2 separate regions of the Hordeum vulgare genome follow, and region 2 is linked to region 1. Evidence: chromatin contacts called from public Hi-C data. All regions are on one chromosome and are shown on one strand. Each heading gives the region's core, a stretch centred on a gene start, on an enhancer-like site or on the middle of the called end of the contact. The rest is flanking DNA. Distances are from core to core; before and after follow the strand shown. Region 1 holds the start of LOC123448814 (protein high chlorophyll fluorescent 107). Region 2 holds the start of LOC123446554 (extensin-like).

What was found. Hi-C and Micro-C count contacts between places; a contact is called where the count stands out from the background.
Region 2: a contact with region 1 is called in a Hi-C map of leaf, with 5 times the contacts expected there. The contact joins the promoter of LOC123446554 here to the promoter of LOC123448814 in region 1. A contact is called at or near these places in 3 of 6 Hi-C or Micro-C datasets (leaf and seedling).

Annotation. Positions count from the first base shown.
Region 1 is chr4H:426,366,831-426,369,526 of MorexV3_pseudomolecules_assembly, reverse strand. It overlaps LOC123448814 (protein high chlorophyll fluorescent 107), which reads right to left and starts at 1,397. Exons shown (of 8, transcript XM_045125833.1): 1 at 927-1,397; 2 at 549-692. The coding sequence starts at 1,274.
Region 2 is chr4H:426,937,320-426,940,015 of MorexV3_pseudomolecules_assembly, reverse strand. LOC123446554 (extensin-like) reads left to right here and starts at 1,347. Exons shown (of 3, transcript XM_045123126.1): 1 at 1,347-1,595; 2 at 1,941-1,985; 3 at 2,069-2,696. The coding sequence starts at 1,500.

The sequences.
Region 1 (2,696 bases), core at 148-2,647:
AAAACAATGACTTCTGCGTGTTTTATTGGATTTATTAGATTTCTCACTAGATGACATAATTTCTATATGTGTCAAACATACACATTGGGGTGATGGGGTCAATTTGCAAGATAGTTCCAGTTGGGCACATCACAGAGGATTCAATCAAAAATCTAGAATGACTTCCTACATTTTCTACCGGATTGTAAGAATAATTCAAGAAATTATATTCTGACATGAATAACGTGTGTTAATGAAAGCTAAATACTTAACAATCAGAAAAAATTAACCCTTATAGGTGCTCCCAGTGCATTCTTTTTCGTTTCAGAAACACCGAGTTTAACATACAGACGAACGAATTATAGTTAAGACAGTCCAATCCACGAATGGCATATTAACCAAAAATAGTAATAATACACTTGGCATATTAAAGATATTAAAATAACCACATGTGCATTATTTATGTTGACACATAAGCCTCTAGAGGACGAACCACATGCCCTGCATTGCTCACATGGTATAATTTTTCTACTAGTCGGTTTAGCAAAGTGAGGTGATGACGCGCAAACCTGCCAAATGTATGGATTTTCTCCCTGTGTGGCTTGGCATCCCCTTTCATAAGCCGCTCTAGCTTTGTCAAACCTCGACTGTTTGCTGTAAAGCTTCCCAAGCGCGACGTATGGGCGCCCGTCTTCAGGCCAATACAGCATACACTGGATCAGAATTCAGAAAGGGGTCGTTAGCTTAGAGCAACCAAAACAATTAGGCACTTGATCATCATCCTAAACAATACTACTAGCATTTTAGAGCACAATGTGGCCTCATTATCCCTCGTTGTATTTCAGTGAGATGTCATGCTAGTAGGAGTATTATTTTGGATGCATGCAGAATTGCAGACGCAGTGCTTATGGAATTCCGGTGAATGCTGTGCTGTAGGTGCGCACTACCTTGTTGAGGAGCTTCTCGGCTTCCGCGAACTCGTACTTCCTGGTGTGCACCTTGGCGCGGTGGAGCCAGAGCTCGAGGTTGATGGGCAGCGGGCGCTCAGCCGTGGCGGCGGGCTCGCCCATGGCCGGCTCGAAGAGCGGGACCTTCTTGGCAATCTCCTCCATTCTCCTGTCGAAGGGCCCCTCCCCGTCCCGCTCGGGCCCTCCCCCTGCCGCGGCAGCTGCGTCAACGGGCCTCCCGCGGCGTAGGCGGAGGGAGAAGAGCGCGGCGGCGGATGAGGCCTTGGCGGTGGCAGGGCCCGGGAGGGGCGGGGGAGGCGGCGAGGACGAGAAGAGCCGCATCGCCATGGCGCTGGCTGGAGCGCGACGCGGTGCTCTGGTCGGAGCAGCTAGCGGGGCAGGCGAGGCCGGGGCGCGGCTTAGTGAGGGAGGGGGTGCGAAGTTTACGGGATTGCCCGCGCGCGTGTGGTGCTGTTGACGCCGTGGGCGGAGCTGCGGGGGCAGAAGGGGGAGGCGGGGATGCGGGAAGCCGTTGGAGAGGCCCAGAGCGCGCCACGTCGCCGAGAGTGAAGGTCGGTGTTTTTTGAGTCTCACCGGACCGGACCGGCAAAACCTCTCTGGGACGAGCGCTTCACCTCGGCGTGCGATTGGACACGAGGCGGGATGCCCGTCTTGTGTTTTCGAAAGGAGAAGATATATAGTTACGCAAGAAAATGATTGTGGCCCGGGGAGGACGATTTCAATGTTTTCATTATTTTTACGTAGTTTAGCCCGATCTAAACTCATTTACGAAAACAATAGATGGATTTGACCTTTTGTCTTATCGTCAACCGCTATGACGGTAGGTATTAACATCCTACTGCCACAGACGGTGGTTGTAGGGTCGTTTGACTCCGTTAATCTATACCTATCTTTACCTAATAATAAAGAGGCTATCGCTTCCGTCGGAAAACCCACCGAGGTGATTTTATAAAAAAACTCTTACTGTTTATACATTAAACTCGTAGTATATATTAAATATTTTTTTTAAATACTCATATCTTTTAATCTTTACCTAATAATAATAAAGAGGCTATCGCTTCCGACGGAAAACCTACGAGGTGATTTTACAAAAAAGCTTTTACTATTTCTGACATTAAACTCGTAGTATATATTAAATACTTTTTAAAATACTCATATCTTTTAATCTTTACCTAATAATAAAAAGGCTATCGCTTTCGTCGGAAAACCCACCGAGGTGATTTTATAAAAAAGCCCTTACTGTTTATGACATTAAACTCGTAGTATATATTAAATATTTTTTTTAAATACTCATATCTTTTAATCTTTACCTAATAATAAAGAGGCTATCGCTTCCGTCGGAAAACCCACCAAGGTGATTTTACAAAAAAGCCCTTACTGTTTATGACATTAAACTTGTAGTATATATTAAATATTTTTTTAAATACTCATATCTTTTAATCTTTACCTAATAATAATAAAGAGGCTATCGCTTCCGTCGGAAAACCCACCGAGGTGATTTTACAAAAAAGTCCTTACTGTTTCTGACATTAAACTCGTAGTATATATTAAATATTTTTTAAAATACTCATATCTTTTAATCTTTACTTAATCTATACCTAATAATAAAGCGGCTATTGCTTCCGTCGGAAAACCCACCGCGTCATTTTTATAAAAAACCCCTGTAATTTTTGTTATTCAACCCGCGCTTCATCATTTATCTGCAACGCAAAAGGAAAAAACGATTCGCTGCAAAAATTATACCCGTAC
Region 2 (2,696 bases), core at 98-2,597, 570 kb before region 1:
CGTTGACCGACTCACAAGCTGAATGAATGGAAGGAGTCATATCATCTCGATGTATGGGGTGTGCCGCTCATCGTACTGCATTACAGACGATGCCCCATGATACCGGATCTTCGAGGGCGTAAGCTCCTGCAAACAGATAGGAGAAGAAGATATCAAGTGCTTATTACATTTTCAAGTGCTTATTAAATACATGTTTTTTTATCATATGATCTACTTACCATTTTCTTCTCCGACATGAAATAGGCCCGGTGTTCAACGTCATAAACATTATTCACAAGCCACACCATCCTACAAATCACAAAAAAAATACTCATATTCAAAAAATTACTCATCTACATATCCTAACTACTCAAATCCTAAGAACTCATATGAATCTACTCATATACTAACTACTAAAATCCTAAGAACTCATATGAATCTACTCATATCCTAACTACTCAAATCCTAAGAACTCATATGAATCTACTCATATACTAACTACTAAAATCCTAAGAACTAATATCCTAACTACTCATATCAATCTAGTCATATATTAACTATTAATACTAACTACTAATATGAATCTACTAATATACTAACTACTCATATCCTAACTAGTCAAATCCTAAGAACCTACTCAAATCAATCTACTCAACAAAAACCTATTCCACTTGGATATAAGGATGGGAAACGGAAGAGATTACCTAGTAGCCAACCTTGGGGGATCAATCCAAGGAAGAAATCACCAGATCTGAAGGAGATGGGGGAGGGGATTAGGGATTCGAAGAGAGCCAGCCGTCGCCGTTGCTGTTTCTGTTTGAATGAGGGAGGGGAATGGGGAGGGGGTGGGGAGGGGGGCTGGCCCGTAGCCTGTTAAGTCAATGTGTGGCGCCTAAGCGTTCGGCGCCACACATTACAATGTGTGACGCCTGAGGCTTAGGCGTCACATGGCCTGGGGGATGGGCCCTCTCTGCCAGATGGTCGGGGGGTGTGGCGCCGAACGGCTAGGCGTCACACAGTGTAGTGTGGCGCCTAGGTGTCGGACGCCATACAAAAGGGTCAGCCGAGTGACATATTTTCCCCGAAGGGTCACTCCGTGAGTTTTTTCTTTCTAGGGATCATTTTTGTCAATTTTACCTTGTGCACGCGAGGGAAAGCCTGTTCTCTTCTGTTTGGTGGGGCCCGGAACTGCCCACCAACAAACAGGAGCCCATCAATTCCTTCATCCCTGCCCTGCTCTGCGCTTCTGGGCAGCACCAAATCTGCACGTAACGTGTCGATTTTTTTTTTTTTTTTTTTGAAAACGTAACGTGCCGATTGAGCGTGTTGGCCGTGGCAAAAAGCAAGACCAGAAGGGAGGGAGAGGGGGGGAGGGGAGATAAAGAGAGAGAGAGAGAGAGTTGAGAAACGCAAAGAGGACGGAGAAGGGGAGGAGAGGGCGAGGCGTGATTCGGAAGAGGAGAGGAGAGGAGAGGGCGAGGCGTGATTGGGAAGAGGAGAGGAGAGGAGAGGGCGAGGCCATGGGGAAGGAGAGATTGAGCCTGACGCTGGAGAGGTACCACAGCTTCTTCGTCGATCCCTACGGCACGCGCCTCACCAGCGTCCACCTCAACAACGTACGTGCTTGCTAATCCATCTCATCTGCTTGTTTAGTTTTGGTTCCAACTTCCTTTTTTGATCGTTGATCTTTTCTTTTTCAAACTCCGGTCGTCGATGTTCTTGAGTGTATGACGCCGCTGTTTTTCTTTCATATACTTTTGTAGGGATTATCTTCTTCTTTTTACAATGTGCCTTAACTGAATCTCCCTTTCATTTTTAACTAACTCACAAAAACAGCACAGTAGTAATGAATATTGTTCTTGATTCTTCTTCTTCTTGTTCCATTTTTGTTAACCGAATCTGGATGTCCTCTCCCTGCGTATCATGTGATGTGTTTCTTTTCTGCGTGCGTCTGCTTGCAGATCTTCTACATGCATGGTTTCACCAGGCTCCACCGCGCCACCAAGGTTTTTCCTCCATCTATCTATGCATTCGCCTTTTGCTTTTCTCCGCTGCTGGTGTGATTGACGGGATGGAGTTGCCCTTGCAGCCCGAGATCATGGACCACATGGTGGGGGAGGTCGACCTGCAGCCGCCGCGCCGCTCCACGCTGCACCTGCACAGCGCCGCGCTCGCGCCGCCCTCCGCCGCGCGCATCGCCGCCGCACAGGCCGCGGCCGACGTCGACGCCATCGGCTGGGCGGAGTGCCCCATCGGCTGCGTCACCGCCTTCTCCGCCTTCGCTGACACGCCGGACCCGGTGGAGCCCATGCCCCCGCCCGCCCACCACATACTCGCGCTGGCGGTGCGCCTGCGCCGCCCGCGTTCCAAGAGGACGCGCACCTCCCCCTACCAGCGCCCTGCCGCCTCCAACACGGCCAAGGTGAAGGAGGAGGTGGTCATGGAAGAGGAGTGTGAGGAGATGTCGTCGGCGGCGCCGTCGACTCCGCCGCGATGGATGCGCTCCCCTACACCGCCACCTCCGCCTCCGTCGCCCACGCCGCGGCCACAGACCGTGGTGCCTCCGCCTTCGTCGCCGTGCAGGGGCCAGCCTGAGTTGGAGCCGATCCTCTCCCCACCACCAGGCTTCGGCTCGCCGACGGGACGCCGGCCTACGTCGGAGCTGATCCTCCACACACTACCACCACCAGGCTTCGCCTCGCCGCCGGAACGCCGGC